Linked DNA regions of Mus musculus: all the other regions are linked to region 4. Evidence: chromatin contacts called from public ChIA-PET and HiChIP or PLAC-seq data. All regions are on one chromosome and are shown on one strand. Each heading gives the region's core, a stretch centred on a gene start, on an enhancer-like site or on the middle of the called end of the contact. The rest is flanking DNA. Distances are from core to core; before and after follow the strand shown.

Region 1 (2,700 bases), core at 25-2,524, 640 kb before region 4:
GCAGGAAACTGTGGAGACCTGAGGGCTCATTAGGGAAGCTTTGAGCTTCTTCCAAGGTGAGGAGAAGCCTCCCAGAGCTGTGGTTAGCTGCCGACTGTTTCACAGGAGGGCTCTTTTGAAGCTTTCCAACAAACTGCTGGGAGCTGGCTTCCTCCTGCTTACACACTTTACTCTCTTCTTTATCGCCATACTTTGTATCGAATATCGCCACATTCCCAGGTGCATGGCACTTCCACCCAAGTCCCCATACCTCTCTTCTTCAAATGATTTAGTTACTGAAATCTGTGGTCCCATCTCCTTGGACTCATTAGGTAGCTTGATAATATTTTTACATGCAGGCCGGGAAGAAAAATAAAAACTTCTCAATTTTCAAATAATTTTTATTTATTATCAGACACAAAATAGTGTACTTTAGAATCCTAGGGTCTTTGGGGATTGGTAGCCAGAGTCTTGATTTTGTTATAAAGGATATTATGTATCAGTATTGGGTAATAGTGCAGCTTTCTTGACCAGTGAAGAGGAAAGAGGACAATTCCTTATTGCAGGAGGCTGTCTGAAGTACCAGAATGCTATACCAGAATTTTAAAAGGCACAGGGTAGGCATTTTAAGCACAGGGAAGCCCCTACCTCTCAAAATATAAAATAATGTTTTTAACCATAGTGGTAATTCCATATGATGGACTTTGTTAAACGTAAAACCACTAATATATATGAAAACACAATTTATCAAATTTTACCGACTAGTAAATTACAGGTTGTATTGACTCACTATTTGAAGCACTAATGGAATAAGGGAAGCTAAAAGCTGTCTTTTCATTGGCTGGGTGGCTGGTCTTCAACAGCTGGGCGACCAGTGTGGTAAACAGGAAGCCATCTCCATGGTAATGGGCAATTCAACTTAACTTTTTAACACGCTAAGAGGTAATTACTTTTTTTTTTTTTAATTTCCATTTTTAAAACGTTTGGAGTTCATGACAACAGTGAGGACCCGAGGGTCAGGCATTTCCTGGTCGTTAGTGAAGCTGACTTTAGCTGACTTTAGGTCACTAAGAATTAAACGTTGTGACCCCCCTCCCCTTTTTTTTAATGAAAAGTGAACTGTGATTTTTTTTTTTTCTCTTTCTCTCCTCTTCCTGAAGTCTGCAACACAAATAAATGACAGAATTTTATGCTCACACACATGGTGTTTTGATTTCCTGCAGATGATAAGATCAGGGTGGAGGACCGATAACCACAGGGTGTAGGAGGGTGGGGCTCAGGCAGGCCCACATTAAAGCCACAGGTGGGTCCCTGACAGATGAGAAGATGAACCAGGGCTGAAGAGGCCAGCCAAGACGGTGAGTTCTGCTGAGACAACCTGGAAGGAGAAGATGGGCGGTCTCAGGGCAGAGGAGAATTCTGTTGGAGGCCGAGCTCTGCCAGGGACTTCTAGAATACACTACAGAGCCTGTATCCTAGGCAGCTGCCTGGGTGTGGTCCCCCTCTAACACCCACATTTTCTCTTCCCTACCTTAATAATCTATGCACTTCAAAATTCCAGGCAAGTCTGCATTCATAGGCTGTCTTGAGAACAAGAAATAAGAACAAATGAAGTCAGTGTCCACAGTAGCAAACCACAGTCCAGCTCTCTGCAGGCAGCGCTTGCTCTTCAACAGCCTGTCGCTGTCAAAGGTAGCTAGAGTCTGCCTAGCGTTGAGTCTCCGCAACACTGTAGCAACCCTCTTCGCCTTTCCCACGCTACAGCCTGCTCCCATTAGCCATCAGTGAGTGTACAGCCAAGCAGAGAAGACAGATGAGACTCTCCAGCAGCCTAGGGCAAAGTCTTGGGAAGTCCCCAGGTCCAAGAGTTGGATGGACCCAGAGAAGCTTCAGGGTGCAACAAGTGCATTTCTACTGACTATAGTCTTTCCTGGTCCAGAACCCATGTCCAAAAGGTTCTGGCAACACAGGAAGGAGAAGAAAGATTCTGATAAAAATGAGTTGCCCACAGGGTATACACAGAAGTCTCGGGGGTCGTTGATGCTTTTCCGGGAGCCATCTGATGACTACAGCTTCAGACAAGAGTGCTGTCCATTCTTATAGTCAGTATTTAAATATTCAGTACTTTAAACAGAAATACTTCTATTGATTTTATTTTGAGCTATTTTATGATTTTATTTTTGAGACAATGTATCACTCACTCTGTAGCCCAGGCTGCCCTTAAGCTTTCAGTCTTTCTGTCCCAGCTGCCAGAACACTGGGATTACAGGTTTTCCTTAAACCCAATTAGCGCGCAGAAGTCCTGGATGCTGGAGGGAGGATGGATGCCATGACAGAATGTCTCAGGAGCTAGGCTAGCCTGCAGGGATGTAGACTGCTTCCACAGGCTCAAAATGATTCTACCTCCGTTTCTGCAAGAGTTTTGTGACCACGGACCCCGTTGATCATGTGCACACAGATGCCTTAAAGCTGTTCAGACCAGGATCTTATTCAAATCTGATATTAGAAGCTGTTCTTTCTTAGCCCCACCCCCATCATCAATCAGTTCATCTGTACATAGCTGGGTCTACGTTCCTGTCAGGACCAGTCCCATGACTGTGTGCTCCTGGCTGGGATAAGACTTCTCCTGCCTCACAGTGAATCCGTTTAATGCAGGACATAGTCCATGCTGCCTTGCTTTCAGATACTATTTTCATATCATACATAGGGTGTGCTCTGTAT
Region 2 (2,964 bases), core at 213-2,712, 680 kb after region 4:
GACATACCTACCGTCAGGCTCTGCACCCAGGTGACGATGCTGCCCGGGAGTGCTAGTCACATCCCTGTTTGAAAGCTTAAGGAGCGAGTTCCCTCGGGAGAAACGTCCTCTGGACTTTCGAGGAGCCTCCTGCAAAGAGGACTGAATAGTTTTCAGACTGCAAGTCAGCAGGATAGGATGGCTTCTATTCTGTAGAAAGACACCATTCAGTAAACTCTGACAGGAGGCTGAGTCTGTGGGTTCAGATTCTGAGAGGAGCTTTTCTGTAAATGTGCCCAAAGAGAGTTGGCTGCTTTGGGGAGAACAATGGCTGAACTTCAGTGACCAGATGAGAAGGAGGACGGAGGACGAGAGAACAGGTTCCACCTCCAATCGCCCAGGCTCACAGGATTTCACACCTGGGGATGGAACCTTAGCCTCAGTTGCTGTAGGGGCTCAACCTCTATCCTAAAGGGCTACTCTAGCAATCTCATCCAAATGGGACTCAAAAACAATTTGGGGGGGCTTAAGGGCCAGCAAAAAACGTTTAGCAGGTAAAGGTGCTGTTGGCAAGCCGATGGCCTGAGTTAAGCCTTAGGACATATATAGTAGGAGAGAAACAACTCCTGAAGGCTAGCCTCTGACCACACCCAGCATGGCACGCACCCGCCCCTCCACACACACACACACACACACACATGTGGCTGGGAAACCGATCTACTTTTCCCATCCCACAGTGGAGGAAGACACACTGGACTTCAAACCCAGCAGCAATGTGTCGGTGACCCTTAGACACAGGAAGCAGACCCTCAGAGCCGAGCCTCCCTGTCTCCCCTCGCCCTGGGTTCCTGGTGCCTTTCAGCTCCTTTTCTTCTGCTGTGTGAGAAGCCTGGGTGTGTGTGTGCAGAATGGCAGCCCAGCCGATTGCTCCACCTCTTTCCTTATGTCTTAAGTTCCTCTTCTCTCTTGCTGGACTCTGTGCCTTTCCCTGACTGTGACCCATTCCAGTCACTGCCCCTGCCTCCGCCTTCTCTATCCCTCTCCCTCCCTCTTCCTTTCCCTCCCTCTTCCTTTTACTCCCTCTTCCTCCCTCTTCTTCTCCCTCTCCCTCCCCTCCCCCTTCCCTTGCTTTCCCTTCCCCCTCCCTCCCCTTCCCCCTCCCCTTCTCTCTTCCTCTCTCCAAGTTACCAAGCATAGGTAACTTGCTTAGTCATAGGTTGCAACTGTTAAAGAGGCCAGAACCTCACTGTGGAGAAGAGAAGCAGACAGCATAGGCGCTGCATAGAGAATTAGCTGCTGAGGGAGGTTGGGGTTTGCTCCTTGCTTGAACCAAAACAGAAAAGCCTCCGAATGTGCCTTCTACTGTAGAAGGACATAGGAAGCGGGCAAGTCTGGTCTTCTCTCAGGATCATAATCACAAACAGCCATGATTGAGATTCTGTGTGGTAGAGAAGAAAAAGAACTGTGCGCTGTCTTCCTGACAGCTGGCGCTTGTGGGCTTACCTGCCTGACGTCAGCACGGGTCTCGAGAGGCCTCATTCAGAGCTGTCTCAGTCCAACCCTGCATGACTTGACCCATCTTTAGCATCTTTCCTATGCTGAACTATTATTGCCTTGTGTTAGAGTTAGGAGTTAGGACTAGGAACTAATCCATGGAGCACGTCCCCCCTAACTGGGGCATACGCTGGAACTAACAGAAGCAAAAGAAAGAACTGAAATTAGGACACAAAAGAATGATAAGGTTACAGAGTAACAGGCGGAAGACTTGAGTTTCTTAGTACAGATTCTTATTTTAATCCTCTCAATCCCTGACCTCTCCAGCAACTAAAAAGGAAACCTTTTTTTTTTTTTTGTCAAGGCCTCTTTGAACCTGACTGGGACTAGAGTTCAGCCTCATTCCCCTTTGGGGTTCATCAGTCTTGAAAAACTGTTTCCTTATCACCAACCCTCACACACACACACACACCCACACACCAACAAGGCCATGTAATCATTTACAACATTTAATTGTGACAATTAAAGTTGCGTTGAGCAGCAAATACAGCTCAAAGTCCAACATCTGCCTAGCAGCTAGAGGCCCTGGCTTACGTCCCTAGTACTGGGAGTGGAAGGGTCAATTGTGAACACTGAAATAAAAGGTTGTCTTCGTGAGACAGTATGTGACACTTTTATTAATTTTACTTAATTGGTTTAAGAAAAAAAATCTAAATTTCTCACTGCAAAAATGCACTTCTACATTTTCCAAGAAGGTCAAGAGTTCTAGGCTTTGGTTATTCTCAAACAGCCACCTCAAATTCTGTCTTCAAAGTAGAGATTTAGAATCCAGACATCTTTTATTTTAGACAAACAAGCAAAACTATGTTGCAAGATGGAGAGTCGCAATGTTTCTTTGCTGCAGATCAAAGGTTCACAAATATCTTCAATTTCCAGGTACAGGGAGGTACCTTGATAGATTCCCGCCCTGAGGCTTGCATTGCTGCAGCGGGGCAGCGGGGCTTGGATTGCTTTCCCTTCTAAAATTTTAAGCTTTGGTGTCAGTGTTTTTTGGGTTTTAGTTTTGGAGGGTTGTTTTTGGTTTTGGTTTGGTTTTGCCGGGGTTGGGGAGGGGAGGGGAGGGGTGGTGATTTTTGTTTTCAAAAAGACTCAATTTTGTAAGTTTTATTTTGCCAAACATGTGCATACATATTCAAAGCAATGAAACTATTTCAAGCCATAAAGCCGCAGGGGTGGAGCCCTTTCCACAAATTTTAATGTGTTTGTATGTAAATAGCTGTTTGTATGAAATATTTTCATGGTAGAATGAATATATTTAAATGAAGTTGAATTATTCCAGTGCTATTTAAACACAGGACAAAAATTTTTGGTGAGAATTATCTGAGTCTATTGAGATATAATGCAGATCAATTTTCATTTTTAGAAATCAAAAAGCCTACAAACCGCTCTGACTGATGACCACCTCCTGGTGGGGTGGCGTCCGATGTGAGG
Region 3 (2,916 bases), core at 85-2,584, 790 kb before region 4:
CCTCTGTTCCTCCTGTCCCCAGCCCATGCCCTCTCCTGCTGCCTGCTGCTTCACTCTCAGCCCCTCATGCTTATCTGTGTCTTCTATTCCTCACGACCTCGTCCTCCTGTCCCCACCCCATGCCCTCTCCTGCTGCTTCACCCTCAGCCCCTCATGCTTATCTGTGTCTTCTATTCCTCACGACCTCGTCCTCCTGCCTCATGGTCACTTTGGCCTTCTTGACCTACACTATAGTCTGAGGCAGGAGATGGCCTTCTGAAGAGTCTCTCCTCTTTTCAGTGCTGATAACTGAGCCATGTAAGGGAGAATGATTAATTTCCATACTTCATAAGTATGTTTTGCATATTTGTTTCTAAGTCAACCCCAATTCTCTGCCACTTGTCTCAGATCTATTTCCTTAAAATGTTCATTATTTTGCATTACCAGCAGTTACATGCTTGTCTGCAGTTCTGTACATTTTCTGCATGGCACAAAGTTCCGTATCTGTTAGATGGAGTTTGTTAGTTTGTCCAGAGTCTCTATGCTCCCCACCACGTATGATGTGTGCGCTGGACTCTGCACACACACTTCTAGAGACATACAGGGGTAAAGCTAGACTGAGGTTCATGGGATCCTCCAGCTACAGTTTGTGTTGTTGGGTTGAGGCTCCAGATCCCACCATCACCTCACTCCTCTCCAGCTGTCATCTAGCTTTCCCCAGCACTGCTGCTAAGATCAGGCAAGTCTGAGCCTCCTGGAATAACAGGCTCTGTCCACCTAGAAGCCTGTAAGGATTTTTCTTTGGGTTCAGTTACTTCTCCACAACATATTAGGTATTTCTTTTTTCCGATTATTCCCATCATAAACATTTGAGAGCCATTTCCGTTCAAAGATTCAAACTTTTCACTCTGTCTGACTGTCTGTCTGTCTATCTGTCATCTCTCTGTGTGTTACTCTCTTACACTCTGCAGATCCTATCTTTGTTTCATTTTATATCATGGGTCTCTTCTCCAGTTTACTGTGCGACTCTTTGTCTCATTTCTTTGATATTTTCTGTCTCTTTCTTTTTCAGTTCACTGACTTGGCTGTCAGCACTGTCTTCTTTTTCACTTTCATTAAACGCTTACATTTGAACGAACTATTTTTTTTAGGTTTCAGTAAATCCAGGAAGTAAGGACCCTTAGTTATGCTTCCTTGGGTATTTACATGAAAAAGAAGAACGTGGGAGGCTTCTTGGTGGGAGGAAGGCTGGTGCTGGAGTGGCTTGAACTAGGCAGGCTTTGACATAGCGCAGAGACGGGAGTTGGTGGTGCTCTGTGTAGTTGACAGATTGTAAAATTGGGGACGCTTCGTGGTGTGTAAGGGAAGGGGGAGGCTGGCAAGTGGGAAGAGCAGCTTCCTTTTATTGGGGCGCTTTCCTGCAGGTGCCTCATTTCTCAGCTGCAGCGCCGATTCTCACCAAGGTTCTTCGGAGATTGGGCTGTCCAGGGAAGGGAGGGAGGCAGGCTCAGGATGTAGCCTTCAAGGCCTCGTTCTCCCTGAGTAATTTATTTCACATGGTTGTGACGACTTCCGAGTTCTGCTTTTGAAACAGCTGAGAGAACAGGCACCCATATTTCCTAGCTAGTGGCCAGCCCTGGAACTGTTGGTTAGTTGTAACTAAGGGAAGCAGCAGCTGTCTCGGACAGACGGAGGCTGCCTGTCAGGTCCATGATGGCCGCCCGCCGGCCCAGTGTGCTCTGCTCTTACTGATAGTTCTCTTCTAAGTGCTTCTTCTGCTGTGCTTTATTGTAGATTGAAGCCCATCTGGACACTCTTATCAATGAGCAAGCCTCTTATGTTTTAACTAGAGTTGGCTTGAGCTACATCTACAACACTATACAGCAACATAGACCTGATCAGGTGCGTACCACTTGGCCTGGCAAAGGGGCAGCTGGGGTGGCTTCTAGAGATGACTCTAGAGTTTAATCGTGGCCCTGCTACGGATTAGCTGTCTTCTGTGTTCATGTCCTGCGCTGAGACAGGCTAAGTACAGTGACTGTCAGGGCTAGGAGAACGCCTGAGAATGAGAATAATTATTGGTGAAAAGTAATGAGAATATTTAGGAATTAGTGTCACAAGATGCGAAGACAGAGAAACTGGTGTTACAAAGTGTATGCAATGTTCATACTGATGGATTTTTAAAGTCCCATTTTATTTTCAACCAAATGAATGTATGGATTGCTAGACAAGTAATATAATCCTCCATCTAACTTAGCAGATCAGTAAAGAAAAATGTTCTGAACTGAAATAATCTTACAGAACAGAACCCCAGTACTAATAGGTCCTGGGGTGATGGGAAACCCTAATACAAAGTACCATCCTGCCTTAAAAATTAAGCAAAGAATTAGCAGCTTTTGTTCTCTAATTTTTCTGAAATGGATTGACAGTGCAACTTCGCTGTTCTCTGCTCGCTTGGAGGGCAGCAGCCTCCACACCTGGCCGCAGCCTCCAAGTGCTTGTCACTTTCCTTTCCTTGCTCCGAGTACATCTCAAGGGTGGTGGTGTTTCCGTTGTTGATAACTTGCGCCTTTGCTCCTCAGTCACCGCCCTACTCTTACTGTAGTTACGAGAAGCCGCTTTTCTTTGGAAACAACTATGTGATTTTTCTGAACTTGGGCAATCTTCTAATGAACCATTTTTATAACTTTCTTCTAGGGTTCTTTAGCCAATATGCCCAACCTGGATGCTGTGGCGCTGAAGGCTGCAATGGTAAGTGCGTAACAAGACATTTCAAGTGGGATTTCCTTAGGCAGGGCTGCCCATGGCTTACTGTGTGGTGAGAATGTCCTAGGTAACAGCTTTGCTCTCTTGACGTTCAGTTGGAGCCCAGTCACAGCTCCTGAGTGTGTGCTCCTTTTATGAGTTCTCCCAGGATTTATCGTGTACTGGAATCTT
Region 4 (2,798 bases), core at 271-2,770:
AGGACACACCCAGTTGCCTAAGGTGCCGCAGCTGCCCGCAACTGCTTGATTGCCTGACTCTGGCGATTGCTTTCGGGGCGGGGTTAGAAGCAGACCTCCCGTCCACCTTTCAGTGGGGTCTGACGTCATGGTGAGTCATCTGCTCCACTACAAAGTCGGGAATCCGAGGGGGCAGTCAAGATGGTCTAAGGAGAAACAGCTGGGGCTCATTGGCCTGTCGCAGACAGGAAGTTAGCACCTCCAGTCTCTGCCCCAGGAGCCACAGTTGGCTTTATCAAACAGGAAGAGACAAGATTAGAATACGGTGGGGCTGAAAAATACAGTCTAGACTGATTGTCCCTGAAGAGTTGTCATCCACACGAGCTTCTGAAAGCCAATTCACAGGAAGGTATCCCAACCCAAGGTGCCAAGTGAGCCCACTGTGCAGGTGTCAGCCACACAGTTGCCATTGGGAAGTAGGAAAACACCAGCTCTGAGCTATGTGGAAGCATGAGTATTGGTCCTGGATGGATGTGACAACTACTGGGGACACTAAGGGTAGGTACCGTCCTTATCTGGCATCAGCCAAGGATGTGGAGATGCAGGATGTGATGTAGAGAGCTACCTCAGTTAGTCTTTGCTTTCAGCAAAATAAGTATCATGTCCCTGGACCTGCAGGTAGTCCACACAGAAGTGAAAGAATTGGGTCTAGTGCATCTGTGGGCAAGGTAAAGCACACCAGGTGGAGGCGCTATGGAGACAGACTCCAAGCTCGCACTTGTAAAGTACCAGGAATCAGAACTGCCTAGGGAAGACAGCCGGATACCAGCAGAACTGGACTTCCTGGTCATGACTGCTGGATCTGACCAAGAGAGTTCTTCGGTTGCTGAATTCCATATTTAAATTTAGCCTGCAAATGAAAAAAAAAAAGCAGCTTTTTACAACTCTAAATAAACTTTCTACTACTGAGAATGGTGATTGAAGCAAAAGTAAAAATAGCTGCTCACACCACGATTTGAGGAAATCTAAATCTGAAACGATCGTGTTTTTTTTTTTTTTTTCCTTATTTGCATGCTACCAAATAAGGACATCGGGGAAGCAATGAGTCACCAAGATTCTAGCATTTACCAGACTGCAACATGAGGGGAACGCATTCCCTAGGATGAGCTCTGTGATTGGCTTTCCCCTCATCCCCGATGTGGACCCTTATACACCTACCTGAAAAAATCGGTCCTGATTTCTTTTCCTAATTCTTATGGCAGTGTTTCAGTGAGTAATATTCATGCTTCAGACTGTCGAACCTGTGGAAATAATGTCCCACATCTGAGGAACAGCTCAACCCTTTCACAGATTTTTCCAACCTCTGTTATCTCGGTCGATCACACTCGATGTGCGCGGAATCTCCAAGGCAGAGCATGCGGCTGTCACCTAGGACATCACTGAACTGTGGATCTTTTTTGCAGAGACGGGTGACTCACCATCCAGGAGGGGGTGGAGGGAGGATGACACAAAGGAAAACGAGATTTAGAGATCTGAGCTCTCTGTTACCGTGTCACATGGTCCCTGCATAAACCAATGTTCTACAAGTGCGGAAGCCCAGCCGAAAGGTTCGGGCACGGCCTGCCCACCCAGTGTTTCCTTCTCCAGCTCTTAGAAGACAGTTTAAAGAGAGCTCCGGAATGTTCTGGTCTTTTGTTTGGAAATTTCGCCTGCTTGTTGACTAGTTGTCTGTGGACCGTGGGGTGGGTCTGTTTGCTTTAAACAGGCTGAACGATGTGTAAGGCATGCCGGCTGCTTTTGTGCCTGGCTTATTTGAAACTGTTTTAGTGTGACACTGGAGGACTTTAAAGGCAACTGTAGCTGTGGTGGGATGTTCTTGCAAGTTGGTACAAGAAAAAAATGTGTCTATTTCTTAGCACATGATCAGTGGTCTGCATCTCCCCTATAATTAATAATAAAAATAATAATAATATCACAGGGTCTTGCAAAGAAATTTGAATTACTGAAGTTTTTTTGGGGGGGAGCCACTTGCCCCCTTTATCAGAAGACTGCCAAACATAGTCCCAAAGATGGAAGACATTCCTTGTTCTTATATCACAGGAGTTCAAACCCTGTATCACAAGAGAAATGGTTTCTGGAGAGTTATGGAGAGCTACAGTCAGTTTTGCATATTATCATAACAAAAAATAACCAATAAAGATACTGCCCCCTTCATTGTATAAAGGAGAAATAAATGAAGGAATTGCCACTGAGCTAGGAAGCCTGTCCGTCCCACCCCCTCAGTTTTCACCCATCTTCCTGCAAGGAAGCTCAATGGCTGCCAGAAAGGAAGAGACCATGGCTGTGAACTGGTCAGGCCAGAGGTTGCTGGGCATCAAAACGGCAAGAGGCAGGTCACAAAGACCAGGATGGGCAAAGCAGATCTTGTCCTGCCTTTATCTCTAATTAGTTGTGTGGCTTTGGATAAGCATTTCACCTCTCTCATCTGTCAAATGACAGGCTGGGACTAAGTTCTCCAATGTCTCCAACAGCTCTGGTAGGATAGCGGTGTGTGTGTGTGTGTGTTGGATTAGATTATTTTATTAAGGATCCATATGAAGGCTGTGAAGAAAAGCTGACTGTTTCTGCAAGCTGCAAAAGAGCAGACTCTGGAGGAGCTATGAAATGATCCACAAGGAATCCCTGCGGTGGGTTGAAAAACTATAGAATTATGGAATTGTGTGTAACACACAATCTGAGTGAGGCTCTCTGAGGCCATACAAAATGGGACACGCTAAAGCAAAGAACCCAGGCTTTTGAAGCCAGCCTATGCCCCTACT
Region 5 (2,752 bases), core at 225-2,724, 600 kb after region 4:
GGTCATCTCTGAAACACAGCTTCTTTTGTCCTCTCAGAGAACACTTCCCAGAAGACTTCACCTCAGTGATGTTGGTCTCTTCTTAATCACTAATAATTTCTTAGCTCCAGCTAGCCAGCACCAATTGGTTGACTCTATTCTTGACTCTAAAGTCAGAGCCACATGGCCAAACCTGCTGAGTTCTGATGCTTGCTAGGGCTGGAACATGGCCCCTTTGTTTTAGTACATCCTCACACGGTTTCTGTTTCCCAACTCCTTCACTGCCCAAGCTTGGCTGTCCTGGAACTTGCTCTGTAGACTGACCCTGAACTCAGAAATCTGCATGGTTCTGTCTCCTGAATTCTGGGATTAAAGACTATATTACTATGTCTAGACCTAAACTTTTCTTTACCTAGAACTTTCTGTATAGCAGGCTGGCCTTGAATGCTCGCCTCTTGAACTCTTACCTGCTTGCCTCTGACTCCTGAGATTAAAGTCGAGTGCCACCTTGCCTGGACCTAAGCTTTTCATGGCCACTATTCCTCAAGATTTGGATCAAAAACCCGTGTTCTCCATTTCTGAATTGTAGTTCATTCCAGATTAAAAGTCCAAATGAAAACAATAACCAAGTAATAATAATATCTACCATGACATAACTATTTCTTGTTCAGTGCCAAATGCTTACATAATAAGCTTAGCTGGGTGGGATCTTATCCGAAAGTCACTACTCCCTTAATCTATTTATCTCCTTGAACACAGGATTTAGCTTCATTGCACTTCCTGGCTTACTTTTATTGCTTGAACCATACATTTTATATTTTCCCTTTCTTAGCTTGCTCTGCTTGATGAAAACACTTTTTGTGGAAGTAAGCCAGAGGACACAAGTGGATGCTGGGCTTTTCTGAGACTTCTTTTGTCCGTGCAATAAACTGAAGTTGCTTCACCTCAGGCAGACTCTTCAGACAAGGGCAAAAAGCAGCAGCATTCTTCACCAAAACACCATAAGAACAATCTCCAGAGTTAAAAATCACCCTTAGCACCAATGCCTCCCATATTCCTACTGGGATGGCCCATTAAGCCCCACTTAAAGCATTCTACTGCTTCCTAAATCCAAAGTCCCAAAATCTACATTCCTCCAAACAAAAACATGGTCAGGCCTATCACAGCAGTACCCCAGTCCCTGGTACCAACTTCTGCCTTAGTTAAGGTTTCTATTGCTGTAAAGAGACACCATGACCAAGGCAACTCTTAAAAGGACATTTAATTGGGGCTGGCTTAAGGTTCAGTCCATTCTCATCAAGGCAGGAAACCTGACAGTGTCTAGGTGGGTATGGTGCTAAGGAGCTGAGAGGTCTACATCTTGTTCCAAAGGCAAACAGGAGAAGACTGGCATCCTCAGGCAGCCAGGAGGAAGCTCTCTAAAGCCTGATCTCAGTGACTCACTTCCTCCAACAAGGCCATGCCTCCCAATAGTGCTGCTCTCTGGGCCAAGCCTAGGCAAACCACCACACGGTCTCTAGAGTTTGCCAGACTCCACTTCTCAGTGATGCCCAGCAGGGACCTCCTCAGCCTACAAAGTGAGTAGCCATCTTTCTGAGGGTATGGATGGGCTCCAGAGTGCTGCCCTGGTATCTGCTGTGGTTTCTTTCCACTGCAATTCCAGCTATACCCAACTCTGACCACAGCTCTCTCCTGCCAAAGAAAACATCTCATTCAAAATTAGTCCTAGCTACTCTCTGGTGCATTATGGTCCAGCCCTGCTCCACCATCCCCTCATTCACACACAAACCTCCTCTACCTCTAAGCCTTGTTCTTGCTCCTCTGCCTTCAGTGATGGCCGTTCATTTGAACCCGGTGATGGGTTCAAATCCCATCCAGTTCCTACCTTAATGTCTGTCCCCATTCTCCCTCCAAGAAGGAAGGAACTCTTGTATAATCTGTGACGAGCTACAGGCTGCTGATGTCATTAGGGTCAGAGCCTGGACCCTCAAAGCCCTAACAAGCCAGGCTCAGCCTCCTATTCCCAATAGGACATCTAAAGACACAATAGGAAAACGCAGATGTGAATTTATTCAACATGGACAGCTGTAAAGAAGAACAAGAAGTTTCCAGTGACTCCCATGTCTGTCCTTGGGGGCCTGACAAGGATTAGGTTTAAATCGAAGGTAGGAGATATGCAGAAGTGTGAAACCTCTTTTGAAAAACAAATTCCCCCTCTGGCTGGTATCAGAGCTCTTTTCTTTTTCGCTCCAGCTGAGAGTCGAGAATTCAAGCACAACTAATAATAGAAGAGCCAGTGTTTATCACTGCTGCTCCATCCATCTCTTTCTGCCTGCCTTTTCTGGTTTTTTGAGACATGGGCTTATGTGGTCCAGGCTACTCTTGAGCCCATACATAGTGAAGAATGACCTTAATCTCATGCCTTAGCTGCCAAGTGGATTTCATGTCCGCACCAGCATGCCAGGCACACAAATTAACTCTATGTCTACCTGTTTACTGCTACAAATAGTCTTCAAACACTCTTTCCAATAAAGAAGCACAGAACTCACAAGCAAGTGTGTCTTGTTTTAGTAACTGGTTTTATTAATTCAAAGTATATATGAGGTCATTGAAAATGGAAATTCTATTTTATCAGGAGACATTTTTCAACAAGATAATAAATACTTCCTATCTTTAATGATGCATCAGCAAAATCCATATGTATATATATCTGTCATTAAGTCAAAACAAAGATGACAAACCATTTTGTTTGATGCAATAAGACCTCCCAGAG
Region 6 (2,710 bases), core at 187-2,686, 660 kb after region 4:
GATATTGCTAAAGGTAAGTGGATCTGAGTTCAAATCCCCAGAAAGCAAGTAAAAAGCCTGGCTTGGTCCCTTATGCACTCACAAGGCTTTTACTTGGGTCTCATGGGAGGGTCTCTAGGCTGGCATACCTCAAGTTCAGTGAGACCCTGTCTCTGGGACTAAAGCAGAGAGTGGTAGATCAGGACACCCAGTGTCATCCTACACACACTTGGTTTGTATTTATTTTTGAGACAAGGGTTTCCTATTTAGTCCTGACTGTCCTGTGGCTCACTGTGTAGATGAGCCTGGCCTTGAACTCAGAGATCCACCTGCCTCTGCCTCCCTAGTGCTAGGATCAGAGGCGTGAGCCACACATGATCAGCCACACAATTGTTTGTTTGTGTTTTCATCAGTTAAGCTCAGTTTATGCATGTGTGGGCCCAGCTACTAGGGAAGCCTGAGACGGGTATGCCTGACAGTTTGGGGCTGGGGAGATGGCCCAGCAGTTAAGAGTGCCTGTTGTTCTATCATGAGGACTGGAGTTTGAATCCCAGTATTGGAGGCTCCAAGGGATCCAACACCCTCCCCTTCCCACTACCCAACCTTCCCCTGACACATGAAATTTTTCAAAAAGAGCTGTGCCCTAAGGAAAAGATGTGGTCACTCTTTGTCCAAGACTTCCCAAGCATTTTTTAGGCATCTTGGTCAGCTCTGACCCATCAGACATCAGAGTCTAGGTAGAGGCAGAGAAGCCGATACTGGGACCAAGGTACCTGCAGTTTCTGAAGGGTGAGAGAGGACTTCCGAGTGGCCGGGCTGAGCTCCATGTTGCTTGGAGCTGGGGTGCTACTGACATCTGAGAGACTTGTCAGAAAAGTGAGCGGAGCCTGTGTAGGCAGAGGATGAGAGAGAGCCAGCCGAAACAGGGATTCCCAGAGACTCCCACACCCTGTCATTTCACTTGTGACTAGGATCGACGGAAGTCCTGTGGTGAGATGGAAGGTACAGCTGAGACCGTCTCCTACAGTCATCTCACTGACTGTAGTCAAACCTAAAAATGTCTTTAAAAGTGACATTTTTTAGAGAATAACATTTTATGTGTTCTTTGACGATATCATACATGTGTATGCAGCGAGCGTGTCTTCATCATATGCATGCCCAGTCCACCAATCCCCCAGACACCAAAATGTCAGCTCCCACTTTTGTGTCCTTTACCCCTTCTTTCCCCCCTCGTCCCCCATTATCCAACTAGCACTGCTGCAGGTACATAGGCGGGGCCAGCCACTGGAGCAACGTTTCACCCTCTGGTCTTATCAAACACCAAGAGAAGACTGTTGGGAAAGAGGCATTGGGAGACAATAACTAGCTCTCAGAATGGCGGATGGCACATGCGGTATCTGTTGAGGGTGGAAGGGGCTGACTACAGCCCGAGGCTTTCTGGAAGCTGAGTCAGTACAGAAGTGGGCATCAGTGTCAGGCACTGGCTTGCTGGTCATCACTGTAGTCACAGGATGGGAACACAGAGCCACTACGGGCTTCTAGGTCCCTTTTGCTGCTCGAGCACTGGGACTCTGAGGGACATCCGTCCTGGGATTGACAGGACAGTGCCTAGGACCCATTGTAGAGACATCCCAAACAGCCTTTATCTTCTTAATCCCCACCCAAAAGAGAAATGTGTTGTCAACAAGCATTTGACCTACCTTCTCACCGATCCCGCTAGGGGGAGCCAGCGAGCGGAAGGAACCAGACAATGGCCTCTTCCCCATGCTCCTTGATAGAGCAGCTGGGCAGTATTTGTGCCATAGCACGAATAACTAAGAGTAGTAAAAGAACTATTCTGCCTATTGTTCGTGTGAGATTGCTCTAAGAACAGCTTCTTTTGAAAAATCTCCCTCTAATTATGATACAAAGGTTTTGCTGGTGTTATTTCGGTTTTTGAGACAGTCTTGTGTAGCCCAGGCTGGCCTCAGATTCTCTGTGTAGCTGCAGAGCACCTTGAACCTCTGATTCCCCTGCCTCTGCCCCCTAAAGGCTGGAATTATAGGTGCATGCCACCAACTCAGGCTATGCAGAGCTGAGACTCAAACCCAGGGACACGATCATGCTAGCTGAACACTAGCAAAAGGCACCGTGTGCAGCCCCAAGAAATTGGTTTGGTTTGGTTTGATTTTTAGCTTCCAATGCATTTTATTTTCTTTTATTATTTAGAAAACCAAAGGATTTCTGTTTTATAAGTGCAAAGTAATAAATTCAGCTTTTGAGAGAAAAGAGTGTGAGGCCCTAAATAAAGACTTACGTCTGCTTCAAATAGGCAGTAATGTGGTAGGTAGCTCCTGGTAGTTAACCACATGTAAGAATAACACACACTATGCACTAACACACTGTGGCTCAGCAGTAGTAGCCTGAAGATAGATGGTACAGAAAGGACACAGCATTAGTAAGAAGGACAAAGAGCATTGTCTGCCCATGAAAATGATGCTATACATTTTTCCTCATAGGTTCTGAAATTTATTTTAGTTTATAATCTCTCCCCCACCAAAGAGCGGTTAGACTGTGTCGATCTGTGTGACTCGTGTAGGTAAGGCCACTTATCCCTGTCCCAATAGCAACACTGACGGTCACATGAGTGCCACCCTGCATTGCTACTTTGTATAACTGTTCCTAGATTTTTGAGCCCAGGACATTAACCAAGCTATCCAAGGCACCATGCTATCAAATTGTTTAGCAAGCT
Region 7 (2,940 bases), core at 157-2,656, 840 kb before region 4:
ACTAGCTCAAAGCTTTTCCACGTCTTTATCTCCTGTAAAAATGCTCCCAAATTAACTCTGACAGCTATTTACTTAAAGAAACGAATGGCTTCTATTTGCCAAGCCAGTGAATTCATTTCACATACTCACATTAAAAGCAATGTAGCATTTTTTACTAGCAGGAGACATAATTCCGGATATTAAAATAAAATGGACCATACAGTAGTTTGTTTATTTGGCTTGCAAGTTCACACTTAGTTTCTAGCCACTCCTCGGCATCACTTGATGAGTGTGCCAACCAAGCAACATGATAGTGGGAACTTCATACAATTACAGAAGTACTGTAAATTTAACTAACAGTATTCACCACTCAGGTGTATACATTGGATATATAGTTACACACCCCCAGTTACTGTAAATTTAACTAACAGTATTCACCACTCGGGTGTATATATCGGGTGATATATAGTTACACACCCCCAGTACTCGATAACACTAAAAACGCCTTCTGTCTTAATTTTCCGGGGCAAATGTGTTCACGCCTCCTATTTTGACTCCTTGGCTTCAGTGCTTTCACCTGCTGGCCATTTCAGACCAAGCACTCACTCTTTTCCAATACCTAATGTCAAGTCAGCTATTCAAAAGGGTTCGATGAGGTGGGCTGGCTTGCACACCTGGCTACACTCTCCACAAAGAACACAGAAGAACACCCCCACCCCGTCGGGTTCCATCTGCAAACTGCTTCCAAACTCCAGTCTCCTACACTTTGCTCGCCCTCTGTTCTGGATTCTACCCAAAGGGGAGCTCCCTCTGGCTACGGTTTTTAAAATCGTGTCAGCTGTGAGCAGAGGCTGAAGTTGAGTTGGTCTGGGGGTTACCATTAAAGGTGGGGAGTGGGAAGAAAGGGACCTCTTTCTCAGCTGGAGTGAGTTACCCTAGTCCAGATGAACTTAAACCCACCATCCTCCCCCAAAACTGCTAGACGCACGCACCGCACCCTGGAGCACACAGGAACACACACAATGATCTCTGGATGCAAAGCGGCACGGGGAAGTTCTTGCAGCCGGCTCTGAGAAAGGGACGGATAAGGATGGAAAGGAAGGCAGCACCCCCCGGAGGCCGACAGGACCTCAGCTGAACTATGCCACTCGGAAAGACAGGAGGGACCCGGGCACGGGGCCCCGGGGCGCGCTACTTACCCGGTCGGGCGGCGGCCGCGGTCCCTCGCGAGTCCCGGGCGCAGCACAACTTGCTGTCTTTCCCTGGCGGGGACAGCGCGGCACCAAAGAAGACTGTCTTTCTTGCCTTTGCCACTATCCCGACGGAGATCGAGGCGAGTCTGGAGAGCTGGGGTGGAGGGTCAGGGGGACCCACCCGGAGAGCCCGCCGGCTGCGGCCGTGCGGCCCGGGAACACGGTGGATGCCGGCTCCAGCTTTGGCAGGCGAGGCACGCGCCGCCTCTTCCCCGCCCTCCCTTTGCCGCTGTCCCCTCCCCTCGGCCCCGCCGCGCAGTCCTGGACGCGCGAGAGTGGGGGCGGCAGACAGACTGAGAATCCAGGGAGAAAGTTGCTCGCCTTCCCCGCAGCTCCCCGGGGGCGCCGAGGCCACACCCGACCCCTGTTTGCTTTTCTGGGTCAAACCCTGGGGTCTGGGGCTGCAGTGTTCGCGCGGCCTTTATGAGGACCAGGATGGGAAGTAGCCTCAGAGATGGGGAGAGCGATGTCTATGAGCTTTAAGGGGCTCTTGAGAAGTGGTCACTTTGGAGGGCAGAGAGCATGACGGGTGTGGACATAGGAAAGAGAAGGCTGGGCACGCCATGCGAGGCTGCTGGATTCCGTGGGGGCAAAGCCAGAAAGAAAGAAGGCAGGCTACTCCCCTGCCAGCCTCTCCCAACAGCTGCAAACCTTTGGGAACTTCTTTCAAGACATTTCTCTTCCTCTTTTTCCTCTTCCTCTTTCCTGGGTTTCCCCCCACTCCCTTACCTCCCCTCTCACCCTCTCTCCTCTTTCTGCTACCCTCCTTTCTCCTCCCGTCCCCTTCCCTGCCTCTTACCCACTCCACTCCCCAACCCATGATCAGCTTTAACATCTATCTACACAACCTTTGAATTTCCTTTCTGAAATCTGCTCCTTTTGATTTCTTCTCAGGCCCTGCCCAGTTCTGACTTGCCATCAGCCTTTTTAACCCTTCGGAAGCCAGAGCCGTATTCTGTGGGTGACTGACTGACCTCTGGAGTCTCCACAGAGGACAGTTATTTTAGGAAGCTGCCATCTGGGACCAGCAACTTTTGAAGTACATACTTGCCTAGATGCAGTTTTTGTGATGTGCCTTTTTCAAAGCAGCTGGAAGTAATAACTGGGTAGGAATATATTTCATAATAAAATTTCGAGTGCACCATTGAATTGGGCGGCATCAGCTGGAGACAGGTTGTTTCAGGATTGTTTGAAAGGTTTTAAGTGATTGATTCCAAGCCTTTCCTTTGTAGGAATAGGATACAGGTAATGAGCCTCCCAGGAAAGCGATGTAATACACATTAAGTTTATCACAATAGTCTTGAGAAGAGGAAAGAATAGTTCCTGGGAGACATTTGGCAGAGTCTGGAGATATTTGGGGTAAGCATGACCCATAGACTGGGAAGGCCCTACTGGCAGCCAGTCCATAAAGCCAGGAGTCTGCTCTGTAACTACACAGGGCACACCCAGAATCATCTAGCTTGAAGTGTGAGTAGGGCCAAGGCTGGGAAGTCATGTTTCAAAATGTCACATGGTTTTTAGCTCACCCATGAACCTCAGGTTTAGAGATCTGGATTTGAAGTTTTCCTTTGTTAACGTACGTTTTTTAACTCTGCTTGTGCAAATCACCAGTTATTGAGCATGGTGGCCATATAATAACAGGTCTGACTTGTAGCTAAATACCACCGCCTGGCTATCACATATCTCATATCTATGTAATGTGGAGGTA

The links. ChIA-PET counts read pairs in DNA pulled down with a chosen protein or histone mark. HiChIP or PLAC-seq counts read pairs in DNA pulled down with a chosen protein or histone mark.
Region 1: an RNA polymerase II ChIA-PET map of memory CD8 T cells shows a contact between it and region 4, with 41 read pairs. The contact joins two enhancer-like sites. A contact is called at or near these places in 2 of 115 datasets of contacts at active chromatin or transcription factors (memory CD8 T cells and thymic regulatory T cells) and 1 of 9 other capture datasets (embryonic stem cells).
Region 2: a contact with region 4 is called in an H3K4me3 HiChIP or PLAC-seq map of bone marrow-derived macrophages, with 5 times the contacts expected there. The contact joins two enhancer-like sites. A contact is called at or near these places in 1 of 15 datasets of contacts at CTCF or cohesin (large pre-B cells), 10 of 484 Hi-C or Micro-C datasets (the G1E-ER4 cell line, the HL-1 cell line, cerebral cortex and 4 more), 12 of 115 datasets of contacts at active chromatin or transcription factors (the 230-238 cell line, the NIH/3T3 cell line, T-cell acute lymphoblastic leukemia and 8 more) and 1 of 9 other capture datasets (embryonic stem cells).
Region 3: a contact with region 4 is called in an H3K27ac HiChIP or PLAC-seq map of regulatory T cells, with 8 times the contacts expected there. The contact joins two enhancer-like sites. A contact is called at or near these places in 4 of 115 datasets of contacts at active chromatin or transcription factors (the 230-238 cell line, bone marrow-derived macrophages, cardiomyocytes and 1 more).
Region 5: a contact with region 4 is called in an H3K4me3 HiChIP or PLAC-seq map of bone marrow-derived macrophages, with 8 times the contacts expected there. The contact joins two enhancer-like sites. A contact is called at or near these places in 2 of 15 datasets of contacts at CTCF or cohesin (the NIH/3T3 cell line and hippocampal excitatory neurons), 21 of 484 Hi-C or Micro-C datasets (the Ba/F3 cell line, the C2C12 cell line, the G1E-ER4 cell line and 14 more) and 18 of 115 datasets of contacts at active chromatin or transcription factors (the NIH/3T3 cell line, T-cell acute lymphoblastic leukemia, VIP interneurons and 15 more).
Region 6: an H3K4me3 HiChIP or PLAC-seq map of bone marrow-derived macrophages shows a contact between it and region 4, with 9 times the contacts expected there. The contact joins two enhancer-like sites. A contact is called at or near these places in 1 of 15 datasets of contacts at CTCF or cohesin (large pre-B cells), 7 of 484 Hi-C or Micro-C datasets (CD4 T cells, the N1E-115 cell line, cortical neurons and 3 more), 25 of 115 datasets of contacts at active chromatin or transcription factors (the 230-238 cell line, the SCID.adh cell line, T-cell acute lymphoblastic leukemia and 21 more) and 3 of 9 other capture datasets (adipose tissue, embryonic stem cells and liver).
Region 7: a contact with region 4 is called in an RNA polymerase II ChIA-PET map of memory CD8 T cells, with 16 read pairs. The contact joins the promoter of Lhfp here to the enhancer-like site in region 4. A contact is called at or near these places in 4 of 115 datasets of contacts at active chromatin or transcription factors (large pre-B cells, memory CD8 T cells, regulatory T cells and 1 more) and 2 of 9 other capture datasets (adipose tissue and liver).

What each region holds. Positions count from the first base shown.
Region 1 is chr3:52,838,940-52,841,639 of GRCm38.p6, reverse strand. No RefSeq gene overlaps it. Among named protein-coding and RNA genes, the nearest start is that of Gm30292, 43 kb to the right of the region's middle. Within about 2 kb of position 1,274, at least 56 of the 459 cell types and tissues checked have an H3K27ac peak or open chromatin away from gene starts, as enhancers often do. A contact at or near this core is called in memory CD8 T cells and thymic regulatory T cells, where this site is marked.
Region 2 is chr3:51,516,634-51,519,597 of GRCm38.p6, reverse strand. It overlaps Setd7 (SET domain containing (lysine methyltransferase) 7), which reads left to right. Exons shown (of 8, transcript NM_080793.5): 8 at 1-2,964. Among named protein-coding and RNA genes, the nearest start is that of Gm36008, 7.1 kb to the right of the region's middle. Within about 2 kb of position 1,462, at least 97 of the 459 cell types and tissues checked have an H3K27ac peak or open chromatin away from gene starts, as enhancers often do. A contact at or near this core is called in bone marrow-derived macrophages, trophoblast stem cells and uterus, where this site is marked.
Region 3 is chr3:52,988,924-52,991,839 of GRCm38.p6, reverse strand. It overlaps Cog6 (component of oligomeric golgi complex 6), which reads left to right. Exons shown (of 19, transcript NM_026225.3): 16 at 1,774-1,881; 17 at 2,677-2,730. Among named protein-coding and RNA genes, the nearest start is that of Cog6, 27 kb to the left of the region's middle. Within about 2 kb of position 1,334, at least 41 of the 459 cell types and tissues checked have an H3K27ac peak or open chromatin away from gene starts, as enhancers often do. A contact at or near this core is called in regulatory T cells, where this site is marked.
Region 4 is chr3:52,196,878-52,199,675 of GRCm38.p6, reverse strand. No RefSeq gene overlaps it. Among named protein-coding and RNA genes, the nearest start is that of Gm30074, 18 kb to the right of the region's middle. Within about 2 kb of position 1,520, at least 216 of the 459 cell types and tissues checked have an H3K27ac peak or open chromatin away from gene starts, as enhancers often do. A contact at or near this core is called in the Ba/F3 cell line, the NIH/3T3 cell line, T-cell acute lymphoblastic leukemia and 9 more, where this site is marked.
Region 5 is chr3:51,592,448-51,595,199 of GRCm38.p6, reverse strand. No RefSeq gene overlaps it. Among named protein-coding and RNA genes, the nearest start is that of Setd7, 33 kb to the right of the region's middle. Within about 2 kb of position 1,474, at least 18 of the 459 cell types and tissues checked have an H3K27ac peak or open chromatin away from gene starts, as enhancers often do. A contact at or near this core is called in the Ba/F3 cell line, the NIH/3T3 cell line and bone marrow-derived macrophages, where this site is marked.
Region 6 is chr3:51,539,052-51,541,761 of GRCm38.p6, reverse strand. All of the region lies in intron 3 of Setd7 (SET domain containing (lysine methyltransferase) 7), which reads left to right. Among named protein-coding and RNA genes, the nearest start is that of 5031434O11Rik, 20 kb to the left of the region's middle. Within about 2 kb of position 1,436, at least 49 of the 459 cell types and tissues checked have an H3K27ac peak or open chromatin away from gene starts, as enhancers often do. A contact at or near this core is called in T-cell acute lymphoblastic leukemia, bone marrow-derived macrophages, muscle stem cells and 2 more, where this site is marked.
Region 7 is chr3:53,040,013-53,042,952 of GRCm38.p6, reverse strand. It overlaps Lhfp (lipoma HMGIC fusion partner), which reads right to left and starts at 1,406. Exons shown (of 4, transcript NM_175386.3): 1 at 1,179-1,406.